Regions from separate parts of the Sus scrofa genome. Here region 1 is linked to region 2. Evidence: chromatin contacts called from public HiChIP or PLAC-seq data. All regions are on one chromosome and are shown on one strand. Each heading gives the region's core, a stretch centred on a gene start, on an enhancer-like site or on the middle of the called end of the contact. The rest is flanking DNA. Distances are from core to core; before and after follow the strand shown. Region 1 holds the start of ARHGEF25 (rho guanine nucleotide exchange factor 25). Region 2 holds the start of MARS (methionine--tRNA ligase, cytoplasmic).

Region 1 (6,123 bases), core at 2,822-5,321, 120 kb after region 2:
TCCCTGGCAATAGGGACTGAATTATTTGGGCATGTGGAGCAGGGTGTGGAGCTGGGGAGAAAAGGAAATACCCTTGTAAATGGGGTCTGAGGGAGATGGCAAAAAAAGGCCTGTGTGTGGACTTTTCCCTTCCTGACTTCTCTTATCTGTGCCCCTAGGCTTTCTTAAGAGACCCACAGCTGGGGAAGAAAAGAGGAAAGTTAGCACGTGGAAGTTCCTTCTTTAGCGACTTGGGGAGAGGCTGGGGATAGAATTCTGCAGGGGCAGAGGAGAGGAAATGAAAGAAGAGTTTTGGTTTTGTTTCTGGGCAGACTGGGGAAAAGCTAACATTTGTCATCCTAACCCTTTACCTCACCCCACCCCCTCCCAGTCCCGATCAGCTGACTGTGGAAACGGATTTCTGCTGCTATCATCGTCCATGGGCTTTCCAGGTATCTGACTTCCATGAGAACCTCAGCTTTCAGCTTTAAATTGGTTTCCTCCATGCCGTGTTCCAAGAAATCCTGTTCCCAGTAACGTACACCTAGGTCCTGTCTCTGTTACGTGGGCTGCTGGGTTGGGGCACGTGGGAATGGAGGCAGGGGTGTCTCACTTTCCCTCCTTTCCCTTTCCACCTACCAGGTCACACAACCTACAAGTAGGGAGCAGGGACAGAGAGCGAGCGAGCCTGCATGCCAATTCTAAGCTCTTCAGGATCAAAGTGAGCAAAAAGGAGGGTCAAAAAGTCTCCCTTCCTTTTACGGAACCCAGTTTTCACCTGGAGGCGGGAGGGGCGGGTTGTTTCTGAGATCTGGGGAGGAGGGGAGGAGAACCAAGACTGATGCTTGGCATAGATGGTAATAGTAAAATTATAGATGCTTTCTTGCTCTTCAGTGGGTGCTGGAGTTTAAAAGATAAGAGGAAACAGAAAATGAACTTGGGGGAGGAGGGGAGTTGGACTCTGAGACAGCGGAGGGGTGGAAAGGAACGTGAAGTAGGAGTAGGAAATAGGCCCCGATATTTATCAAATGGGAACCCCCCACCCTGAGTCCCTTTCACCCTGGGGGCAGTGTCGTTCGTCCTGTCCAGAATGGCAGCCTGTGGAGGCACCTGCAAGAACAAAGTGACTGTCTCCAAGCCTGTGTGGGACTTCCTGAGCAAGGAGACCCCAGCCCGGCTGGCCCGGCTTCGGGAGGAGCACCGTGTGTCCATTCTCATAGACGGCGAGACCTCTGACATCTATGTGCTCCAGCTTTCCCCTCAGGGCCCTCCCCCAGCCCCTCCCAATGGGCTCTACCTGGCCCGCAAGGCTCTCAAGGGGCTGCTGAAGGAGGCAGAGAAAGAGCTGAAGAAAGCTCAGAGGCAGGGGGAGCTTATGGGCTGCCTGGCTTTGGGGGGTGGAGGGGAGCACCCTGAGCTGCACCGCCCAGGCCCACCCCCTCTCCGGGCAGCCCCACTCCTGCCCCCGGGGGCCCGGGGGCTCCCCCCGCCTCCTCCTCCCCTGCCCCCTCCTCTTCCTCCTCGCCTTCGGGAGGAGCCGGAAGAGCAGGAGAGCACCTGCCCCATCTGTTTGGGGGAGATCCAGAATGCCAAGACATTGGAGAAGTGCCGGCACTCATTCTGCGAGGGCTGCATCACCCGGGCCCTGCAGGTGAAAAAGGCCTGCCCCATGTGTGGCCGCTTCTATGGGCAGCTGGTGGGCAACCAGCCCCAGAATGGGCGGATGCTGGTCTCTAAGGACGCCACACTCCTGCTACCCAGCTATGAGAAGTACGGCACCATCGTCATCCAGTACGTCTTCCCGCCCGGTGTCCAGGGGGTAAGAAGACTGTGGCCTGCCCTTGCCCTTTGGTTTTCCCCCACGCTTGTTTTCTTCCTGAGGAAAACTAGATAAGGGTGACTGTGTTTGTTAGATGTGATACAGTCTGGCTCTCTCCCACTGTGCCTGCCCACTCAGTTTCCAGAGCTGGAGGTGCCCCCTTGAGGCCTAGCTTTTTCCATCCCCATGACCCCAAGGCACCTGTGAAAGTCAGGTATGAGAGAAAGGAATCAAATTCTGTGTCCTTGATGAACTTGGACGTTGGCAGTTGTCGGCAGAGGTATAGCCTGTGGAGATGGTGGCTCAGGTGCAGACAGGCACAGCGGGAAGGGTCTGACTCGCCCTAGCAGTGCTGGAGGGTTACTCCATTCCAGATTTATGAGAAGGAAAACTTTGATCAGTGGAAGGTTAAAACAGGAGTGGTCAAGAGCCTACAGGTGTCTTTCTGCTTGACAAAGAGTAATGTCCTGTTCTGGTTTGCAGAGGGATGAGGAAGCTCTGAAGGAGAATAATAGAAAAGTAGAACAGGTTAGGCAGTGGAAGATGCATTGGGAGTGTTTTCAGGTGGAGGAGGGAAGGCTGAAAGATAAATTATTCTCAGTCTGCACATTTTTGCTGAGTTATCTGGAGAGTAAAGCCCAGCTACCTTCCATCACTTTTGAGAGTCTGTTCGTTGCTGAATCGAGACTTGAGGGATTGGGACAGCAGGGAAAAACCTCTTAATGATGAGATTTTGTCTGGAAAAGAGGCTCCAGTTCCTAGCGTTGCTCCTTCCCTGGAAAGCTGCAGCTTGTTGCTGCCCCATCAAGCATTAGCTGGGGATGCCCAACCAGAAGGTTCGCCAGGATGATCCTCCACCGACATCATGGGCCTTAAGATGCCCAGCTGCTCACTGCCCACTCTGTCTCCCAACCCCAGGCTGAACACCCAAACCCAGGAGTTCGGTATCCTGGCACCACACGGGTGGCCTACCTCCCGGACTGCCCTGAGGGCAACAAGGTGCTGACCCTGTTCCGCAAGGCATTTGACCAGCGTCTCACCTTCACTATTGGCACGTCCATGACCACAGGGAGACCGAATGTCATCACCTGGAACGACATCCACCACAAGACCAGCTGCACAGGGGGACCCCAGCTGTGCGACACTCCTTCTTCCCTTCTCTTGGCTCCTCCCCTTTTCTCCATTTCCAACCTGGGGAAGCCCCTCTCTTTGGGAACCTCCTAAACTGGAGAGGACCACACCCAAACTATTCAACCATCTCTTCCATCCCAGTTTCTCCTCTCTTCAGCCTGATCCTGATGTGCCCCGCTTAGCCTACAAAAATAAGCAGAATTAGGCTCAGTTATCTTGGGTTTGGGTAACCTTATGGGAGGAGGGCAGGGGCTAGGATGGGGCACCAGGAGGAAGGTGAGCTTGGGGTTATGAAAAGCCTGAACAGCTAACCCTGACCCTCGTTTCTCTTTGCTCCCAGGTTTGGGTACCCGGACCCCACTTACCTGACCCGGGTGCAAGAGGAGCTGAGAGCCAAGGGCATCACCGATGACTGAAGGACATCCCCCTTGTGAGGCCCCTGCTGTTCTCCTCCAGTAGGACCCAACGGAAGCCTCTGTTCTCTCTCCCTCTGCCCCCCTCACCACGCTAGTAGGGGATGGTCCTGCTGGGGAAGGCGGTCTGAGAGGGAGGGGCCATCCCTTCCCCAGCCCCCCACAGGCCGAGTGCTTCAGTGCAGTGTGAGCCACTCCTTTCTGGCAGAGGCTGACATCCTAGGCTCTGCTCCCCTCCTCCCGGTGTACATACTCCCAGTCTCCCTGCCCCCTCCACTGCCCTTGGCTTTTTCTGGTATGTGCTGTGCTCCAGTGACTAAGCTGAGAGAGGACCTGGGTGGGGAGGGAAGGGTCTCTTGAACCCCCGCCCCAACTCCCACATACTGCTCCACTGCTGAACTTCTGTGCAGGGGAGGGGAACCGGGCTGCTGTGAGCCCCCAAGGAGCCGGCCCTGTGTGTTCTTCAGAAACAGTTCCCCTTCTACCTTAACCTTGTCCTTTCTCTCCTGTGTCTCTGTCTCTGTTGGTCTTTCTCTCCCGCTTTTCTCTGCCCCCTATAAGGAGCCTCCTTACCCTGTTCTGGAATCGCCGCCAGACTGTAGCTTTTAATTTAATAAAAATAAAGTAAAATATGCAACTCTCTATGCCACACCCGTTCTGCTCTGTGGGGCGGGTCAGGAATGGGGAGGGGAGCCGGACCCTGCTGAGAAGGAGTAGGGAGTGGTGATCGGGAACTCCCTGTGTGTCCACCCAAGCTCTCTGCTTCCAGAGGGCCTGGGAAAACGGCATGTACTTAGTGGGCTCCAAGATAACACTGCGAAGCCCTGGATCGTGCTTCGACGTTGGAGTCACGATTAAGAGGGTTTGTTTGTTGTGGAATTACAGTTGTAGAGAAAAGAACAACCCTACCCCTTTTGAAAAGTTTGGCTGGGGTGGGAGTGGGGGCGGAGCCGGGCGGGGGGCGGATTCGGCAGCGGCAACTCCCCGGACGCACGCAGGCCTCAGAGCCCCCCCAGCTTCCGCGCCCCCTCGGCTCTGAAACTTGGAGGAGGGTAGGGGTCCAGCATGAAGCCCCCGGACCGCCCCGCCCCTGGCCGCACTGACCGGATACTGGGGGTTATGGGGGGCATGCTGCGCGCATGCGCCCTACCCGGGCAGGAGTGGGTAAGAAAGGGGGACCATGGTGGGCTCGGGGGTCTCTTTAAGGGGCTTCAGGATGGCTGCACCCCACAACTCAATTTACCCGCAAGCAAGAATTCTGCGGGACAGTCGCAGGAATCCAAGAGTTCCATTAAGAAGACCATAGGCACGTTCCGGGTGAACTGCTTCCTCCACCCTAGCCTTGGCGACCCTTTTATAACAAAGTGGATTTTGACAGGAGGGAGAAGGGGAGGCGGGAGGTCCAGGCCGGGCTTGGAGGGCGGTTTCCTTACCATCATTGTCCCCGCAGCCCCCCAAGAGAAGCCCCCTAGGGCCAGGAGCGGCCGAACCAGAGTCTATCTGTACGGAGAGGGATCAGAGGGATCAGAGAGGGGAGCGCGAACGTGAGGTCCCCGCCTGGGCTCGGCTGCCCGGTAAGAAGCTGTGGGTGGGGTGGGGCGCAGTTTGCCATCCAACGCCAAGTGGCGAATTCAAAACTATACTGCTCTTATTAGCATAAAGGTTTGCATCTAATTGGCATGAGACCCGTCTAAACACTCAGATCTCCACGCTTCTTCTCGCCCTCTAGTCCGTTGTGTGTCCCCCACCTCAGCGGGTCCCGAGCCCCCGCTGGCGTAGTGTTCCCCGCGCCCCACCCCTGGCCCCTGGCCAGCTCAGGCTCCAGGACTTCGCCTTAATTGGTGATTAGCCTCAGCTGGAGTCCCAGGGCCTGGAGGAGAGAAGGGTCCGGCGAGAGGGCGGCACCTGGGCTGTGTTCTGCACAAAAGCTCTCCATCCCCGCAACCCCTACTGGGGGGTCTTGTCCACCCCTGCGCGGCTAGGGGCAATCCCGACCCCAGGACATCTTCGCACAGGCCAAGGCCCCATTCGCTGCCCTCTTCTCCGCCGCAGAGGCCGAGGGGCGACCCTGGTAGACCCCGCCGCCGCGTTCAACCCCCACCCCCGTGCTCCGCAGCCCGAGATACAGGAGGGAGGGGGAACCCGGGACAGGGGAGCCCAGGCTGGAGAGGAGGGGCGGAGGCGCTGGGGACGTGGAGCGGGAACGTGGTGGTGCCTGGGGGAGGGGGAATTGGGGCGGGAACCGGGCACAGGCTGAAGGGGGAACGCGAGGGAGAGGGCGGAGCTGGGCCGCAGAGGCCCCTCCCCGCGGCGGCCGGGCGGCGGGGCCTGTTATTCGGCTCGCAGCTCTGCCGGGACCCGCGCAGCGCCAGTGACTCGGGGAGTCGGCCCCCACCTACTCCCCTGCCCGGGCCTAGAACCACCCCCAACTTGAGAGGCCGGAGACGGAGCTGGAGCGGCTGCCGCATCCCGGCCCAGCCTCCTCCACCATCCCTCCCCTCCCCGCTGGACATCTGGACCCCAGGCCCCGCACCGACTGGGTTCCGGAAACCCTCCCCGCCCAGCTCGGCGGCCTGGCCCCGCGCCGCCCTCTCTGCAGAGCCCCCAGCTCTCCTCCAGACCAGACTTCCGTCTACCGCTGGACCCCCCCTCCCCGTTCCCTCCCTCCCCCCCTCCCCCAGCCTGGAGCCGGGTAGGAGGGAGGGGGGGTGTGCGCCCTGCGCCATCCCCGCCCCCCTTGATTCCCCCTGCATGGCCGGCCCGGGTGGAGGGTGCGGGGGG
Region 2 (6,524 bases), core at 3,761-6,260:
CTGATAATAAAGGAACTGCATCAGAAAGAACCCTGCTTCATATGTTATTATCCTGGGAGAGGGCTAAGGACAGGGACCTAGAGAAGCAAGTGTTAATCCATCCACTGCCCTCTTTAGTGGTGCTTCCTCACCCTATCCCAACCCCTTGGGTCCAACTCACAAAGATGGAGACAGTCATCGGAAAGACACAGGATTTAAAGGGATGTCCTAGAAACAGAACACCCTCCACCCTCACCCCCACCAAAGGCTATCCCACAGAGATCACTGGAAACGCACTTTCTTTTCTTCCTTGCCCCCATCAGGGGAAGAGGCGGGTGAAGTCGGTGAGCATCAGCTGGACTAACTGCCCGGGGTAGAGGGCATGGGCTGCTGGGTCAGACGTCTCCTGCTCCGGCCGAAATAGGGTTGGTCCAAACACAATTCCCAGGTTGTGGGGGGTCATGCGGTTCTTATCTGAGTGTGCTATCACCCTGCGGGCAAAGGCCGAGAGACAGCAGCAGCTATAGGGCAGCTGAAGGCTATGGGGTAGTAGCTTTGCTGATTCAAATAAATCGAACTCTTCAAAGGTCTGAGGAAAAGTTCACTTGGGAATCGGTCCATCTATGTGGTAAAGAGGAGTTCCCGTCGTGGCTCAGTGGTTAATGAATCTGAGTAGGAACCATGAGGTCGCGGGTTTGATCCCTGGCCTTGCTCAGTGGGTTAAGGATCCATTGTTGCCATGAGCTGTGGTGTAGGTCGCAGATGTGGCTTGGATCCCGCGTTGCTGTGGCTCTGGCGTAGGCTGGAGGCTCCAGCTCCAATTTGACCCCTAGCCTGGGAACCTCCATATGCTGCGAGTGTGGCCCTAGAAAAGGCAAAAAGACAAAAAAAAAAAAAAAAAAAAAAAAGAGAGAGAAGAAAATCACGAAGAGAGCCTCCAGAGGAACGGAGATGGGACTGGTGGAGAAATCTTCAGGATACAACTTGAAAACACAACCTAAGATGTGCCCACCTCTTTTCAGCTTGAGAGTCCTCTTGGCTCATAGTCTGGGAGGTTTTTTTGTTTTGTTTTCTTTTCTGGCCACCCCAAAGGCACATAGCATATGGAGTTCCCAGGCCAGGGATCAGATCCGAGCTGCAGTTGCAACCTAAACAGCAGCTGTGGCAATGCTAGAGTCTTTACCATGGTGCCAGGACCAGGGATTGAACCCGCGTCCCAGCATTCCCAAGATGCCACTTATCCCATTGCACCACAGCAGGAACTCCTGGGAGGCTTTAATTCAAAGGGCTATTCTCTCTCAGAGGGCACTGCCCAGGCCAGCTCCACCAAATAAGTCAACCCCAGTGTTCCAGTGAATGACTAAGAGGCAGCGGGAAGGGAGAAGTTAGATTTTCCTTATTTCTCTCACGGCATCCCTGGGCTTTCTTGGTCCCTGGTTCCCCATTTGATGCTGACCCAGCAAGAACGCTTTGACCCTGGTACTATGTCCCCTGCACAGAGGTTCCCTGTTTCCTCAATCGTCCCACTAAATTTAGGTGTTTCTCTATCTTCACCCCATCTCAATACAGGGTCTCAGCTGCAGGCCCCAGCCCACCCTCCCCCAACACAAACAAAGATGTTCAGTTGTCCTGACCTGCATAAATGCTCCAGCAGATACCGTAGAGTGTCATGGTTGGGTTTTGGCATTGAGCTTATTAATTCCTGTATTTGAGAGAGACGCTGTTCTGATTCGGCGAGTGCTAGAGAGAAAGAGTGATGGGAAGGGCATGGGAGTGAGGTTAGGGGAGGTTCGAGGGAAGGGCGGGCAAACTTGCTACTCTTTCCCTTGCCCATGGAAGACATCGTTAGCCTTCCTTTCTTTTCCGCTAAGTCGAACTGCAACCTTTTTAACCAGTCCTCTAAATATTGACCAAAAAAAACCAAAAACAAACTAGAATTGGCACATGAGTTGAAAGTTATTTCCATCTCTGTGCTCAGCATGGGACAGAAGAGTTTAAGAGAACCTCGACTCTATTTTTTATCACTCATGCCTCCCCCACTACCCTCCACCCCATACCAAGGGCATTGCTCAAAGCTCCCATCCTTTACCAAGGGCAGCACGAAAATGGGGCAGCAGCAGTGGGGGCACCAGAGGCTGGGGCAGCTCCCTGAGGAAAAGCTTCAAGGCTCCAGTGATCACATGAATGTCATCCCACTCTGCACTGTCCAAGTCTAATCGGCCTTCTGGAAGGAAAAGGAGGTGCAGAAGGGCTCAGGGCTCACAAAGGGCTCAAGGGACCCACAGGCTGAGAGATCAGGAGTTTGGGAAAAGATCCAGTTTAGGCAGATCACAGGTATGCCTACGGGGTCCCTAGTGCGGCAAGACCACAGGCATCAGGATGGGGACAACCCCCCAGGAGCAGGCCATGAGGAAGCCACAGGGAACAGGGATGTGAGAAACGTTTAAGGATCTGAGAGGCCTGCCATATAAGTACCTTGTCCTTGCTGTTCTGGGAACATGTACCTCCCATCAGAGGTGATCGCCCGCTCTGCAACATGGATGGGAAGAGATCAAGAGCTAAGACTTCCCTCTTCTGCCAGCTCCCTCACTCAGAACAGCCTATGGTTCTGAGGCATGAAGATCTTAGCACCAACACCTGCCCATGGCCTTCTCACCTCTGTCCACCAAGAAACGAAGCTTCTGGACCACTGCCAAGTTCCCACTCACCCGGTAAATGCCATCCACATCTAGACCTAGAAGATGAGGCAAGGAGCAAATAAGGATTCCTGCTCTAATGTGTGTGTTCCAAGCTGGTAAGGGATCAGAGGGTGGAGAGAAAAAGGGCAGAAGCAAGACTAGGCTGGGGGAAGTGGGAGGTTCTGGGCCTTGGCCCGTTGGAAGAGGAGATTATGGGGTCTCTGGGAAAGTAACCTCTTTTATCCACTGCAGCAATGCAGAGCCGCACAAAGCTGGGCACAGTGTCTCCTTCCCGCTGGCATAGAGATTCCAACTGGCAGCCAAACACCTGATCTGGGGAGGCACAGAGTGAGATGGGAAGCCAGTGGCAGCATCACCCATGCAAGCTCTTTCAGACACAGGTCTTCACCCCAAGGAACACCCTGCTTGCTTGTTCCAGGCCTGGGCAAGGAGGTATACCCCCTCCCCACAAAAGGGGAAAGCAGTACAGGGGAAAGCAGGGGTCTCAGACGACGACAGCTGATCTAGTTCTCCGAAGCTCTACTGTGAGCTTGGATACCGAGTTTTCTCATCCATGAAATGGGCTGAAGCCCAGATCAGGAATGCAAATAAAATGCTTGCAAAAACACCAAAGCAGGCACAAAGGAGAACCGGCCCAGCCCACCTCACCTCGGAGCAGACCCCGCTCCTGCAGGGTTTGCAAGGGCGGTCTCTTTGCGATAAGCCGTTTTAGTTTGTTCCGCACGCGGCTCTGCTCGGCTCCCTCAGGACACCGACCTGCGGAGGCAGTTCGAATCAGAGCAGGAGAGCAGCCGCAGCGCTGAGTAGCCGGAGACGCCCCCAGGCCCCGCCCGCCAGGCCCGCCCCTCACTGGAGTTCCGACGGCTGCCGCCAAGCCGCAGCAGGGGCTTGGACACCGGTTCTGACTCCTCTTCTTCGTCCTCCCCGGCACTCAGCTCCCCCAGCTCCGCTGGTCCAGAGCCTGACAGACGTAGCTCCAGGGGATTCTCTCGATCCTAGCTCCGCACCGCAAGATGGACCGAATGGGAGGTTGGAAGAGAGGGTCAAGAAATGTACACTCCCTAACCGGCTGCTGGGGTCCCACGTTCTAGGCCCACCCCAGGGCTCTACATGGAGACCACCACCCCGAAACCTACATTTGCTTCTCCACTCCTTTCCCCCCCCACCACCACCTCGCCACCGTGCTGCGCCCCGGCCTCTTCCCAGTCTCTGTCCCACCACCTCCCACCCATCTCACCAGGCGCTCGATGACCTCCCGCAGCGCGCGGTGCCAGGCTCGCAACTCGGTCTCCTGGTCTGACTGCAGCAGGAACTCGTGTCCAGGGACCGTGCGGATCTGATGGGCCGGAGGGGGAAAAGGCTTGGGTCAGTGGGGAGGAGCATAAAAAGCAGGGAGCCCGAGAGGGAGACTGGGAAATTGGGGGCGCATTCTCGGTTGGGTGGGGCTTTGGGGATGCGCGGGAGGGCACTCACGTGCAGGACGTTGCGGCGGCTGGACAGGTGGCGGCCGTGGGCCAGGGCTGCTCCGCGAAGGTCCACGCTGCTTTCTGGTCGGCTCCCGGCTGGGCCCTGGCAATTAGAGCAGAAACTGAGGCCAAAGCGCTGTTTTCCCTCACTGCCTCCCTCCCACCTGAGAACTGCGAGAACACCGGAGGCTGTGCTCCTTCCTTGCTACATCACCCTCCCCACCTGCGCCCCCACAGTTGGCCTGAGGCCGGTAGTTGCAGCGGAACCCCTCCTGCACCCCGGGGCACCCCACCTCTCCTCCCTCACACTCACCCAGAGGGTGGAGGGGGCGGTCGGCGGTGGCTCTCGGTAGAACACCAGGCTGTTACCCGCTAATACTACCCAAGATGGGGCCCAGTTCTTCCTGCAGGGGCAAAGGGGGGCAGCGGCAGTCGTGCAAAGGTCATTTACAGTCACATGGGGAGGGTTTCTCCCAGCACCTCCCTAACCTCCGGCTCCAACGGGGTGGGGGGGCGCCCTGCTGTGTTCCCACTTCTCACCTGAGCTTGCGACCGCCCTGGGCGATCTTGGTCATATTGAGCAGGCCTGACTTTTCCACCTCCTGGGAAGTAAGTGGAAGGAAAGGTATCAATAAGTCACGCAGCACCCCTCACAGCCACACAGCTCTCCCCAGGAAATGTTCTGGGAGTGAAATCCTTTAAAGTTGTTCCGGGTGTGCTCCGTAAGAGAGGATACCCAGAGAACACTCAGAAAGAGGAAGACCTTTCTGAAGGAGCAAGAACTGGGGGCTGGGACAGGGAGGATCTTGGCGATCACAAGAAAACGGGAGACTTACGTGAGGGTCATCCAGGACCTGGGGCAGAGGCCGAGCAAACTGCAAAGCTGAAGGCTGGTCTGAGGGGTCAAGCTGGGAGGTGCGTCTGCGGAGGCAGGGTGAAGCCTGGGGGAGGGGATTGGAGAAGCAGGTGGAGGAACCTTTAAATTTGGAGTCCCCAGCTGGAGGGGGAAGAGGGGTGCGGATGTGGGTGAGAGGCAGGGGGTGTGGTGGGGTACAGGAGAAAAATGTCTTGCATAAAAGGGAAAGTCTAAAATGATGGCTTTTTCCTGCATGTGGTCAGGAGGAGAGGGTGATCTCACCTGGGAGTCGAAAAGTTCTGGGGTCCCTGGGCCAGATTCTGAGCCCTTTGCCTGAGGCTGCAGGACACCATTGTCCCTATTCAGGGTCTGGGTCCTCTCCATGGAGCCAGGGTTCTGGAGGCAGAGGGAAAGGTAAAGCTAGAGTCAGATGCCACCTCCACTGGCTCTGAACACTCTGCTCACAATTTTTTGATTCTTCTGACCTTCTGAGAGCCCCAGCAAGAAAACATACTACTTGGGGGATCAGTCAGGGGGGAAGGAGGAGACAGAAGGGACAAAGGGACAAGCCAGATGGCAGGTCTTACCATCTCTCGGGTGCGGGTGTGGCGTGGGGGCTTCCAAGATTTGCAGCCAGTCAGCGAATTTATGTAGAAGCAGCGTCCGGAGCTGTGGTCCAAGTGCTGCTCCCAGGCGTCCAGCCTCTGCAGCGGCGGGCATGCAGGGTTTGGGGGCGGAGAGCGGGGGCAGCGGCGGAGGTCCACCAGATTGCAGTACACAGGGGGCTCTGACATGAGGGGCTGGGGTCTTGCCTGCAAGGAAAGGGGGAAGAAAAGGGTCGTTATTCTGCCCGTAGCCCTCCCCAAACTTCTCTCCTCTAACCACCTCCTCCTTTCTCCCCCACCATTTTCTCACCACCAGCTCCTGGTTGGGGTAACCCAGGTACTGAGGAAGAAACCCTAGCTAGTCCCCAGCCGTAGTGTGTGTGTGTGTGTGTTTTTGACTCCCTCCCTCACAGTCACTCTTTGCTTTTCTCCTCACTTCCTGTTGCCAACTTCCCTCCTCCCCCACCCCACCCCCCACCGGAGGACCTCAGGAAAGGGGAACAGTCTTTTTGTGCATGGAGGGAGGGGTGGAGGGGAGCGCCCCACCCTCACATCCTCCAGAATAAAAGGAGACAGAGAGGGGTCAGAGACCCCAGCTAGCGGAGTATGAGAGAGGAGGGGCCACTTTTCACTCACTAGTAAGTAAGAGAGAGGGGAGGGGCTGAATCTTCTGGAAGATCAAGAGTTACATCTCTAGAAGGGACTTGCTGGTGACCTGAGCTGGCAAGACAAGACACAGCAAAAACCCTGCCCTGGGCCAGGGGTCAGGAGAAGGAGAGAGAAAAGCATAGACAGGGCGGTCTTTCAGTCTCTCTGTCATTTGACAGGTTCCCTGTACCCTCAGGAGCTTTGCTCCTTACTGTCCCTCAGGTAGAATTTCTTCTAGTTTGCTCCAGGCCTTCTCATTCAGATTTGACTA

What was found. HiChIP or PLAC-seq counts read pairs in DNA pulled down with a chosen protein or histone mark.
Region 1: a contact with region 2 is called in an H3K27ac HiChIP or PLAC-seq map of alveolar macrophages. The contact joins the promoter of ARHGEF25 here to the promoter of MARS in region 2. A contact is called at or near these places in 1 of 47 Hi-C or Micro-C datasets (heart right ventricle) and 1 of 2 datasets of contacts at active chromatin or transcription factors (alveolar macrophages).

What each region holds. Positions count from the first base shown.
Region 1 is chr5:22,869,431-22,875,553 of Sscrofa11.1, forward strand. It overlaps ARHGEF25 (rho guanine nucleotide exchange factor 25), which reads left to right and starts at 4,072. Exons shown (of 16, transcript XM_021091874.1): 1 at 4,072-4,204; 2 at 4,793-4,916. The coding sequence starts at 4,130. It overlaps DTX3 (probable E3 ubiquitin-protein ligase DTX3), which reads left to right. Exons shown (of 6, transcript XM_013997672.2): 2 at 1-527; 3 at 622-700; 4 at 1,069-1,798; 5 at 2,717-2,934; 6 at 3,270-3,983. The coding sequence starts at 672. The coding sequence ends at 3,345.
Region 2 is chr5:22,747,395-22,753,918 of Sscrofa11.1, forward strand. MARS (methionine--tRNA ligase, cytoplasmic) reads left to right here and starts at 5,011. Exons shown (of 22, transcript XM_021091867.1): 1 at 5,011-5,059. It overlaps ARHGAP9 (rho GTPase-activating protein 9), which reads right to left. Exons shown (of 18, transcript XM_021091869.1): 4 at 5,588-5,812; 5 at 5,283-5,396; 6 at 4,981-5,085; 7 at 4,685-4,746; 8 at 4,458-4,548; 9 at 4,152-4,247; 10 at 3,916-4,014; 11 at 3,529-3,673; 12 at 3,327-3,434; 13 at 2,892-2,990; 14 at 2,636-2,713; 15 at 2,455-2,508; 16 at 2,069-2,203; 17 at 1,614-1,719; 1 more. The coding sequence ends at 299. It overlaps GLI1 (GLI family zinc finger 1), which reads left to right. Exons shown (of 12, transcript NM_001256593.1): 12 at 1-27.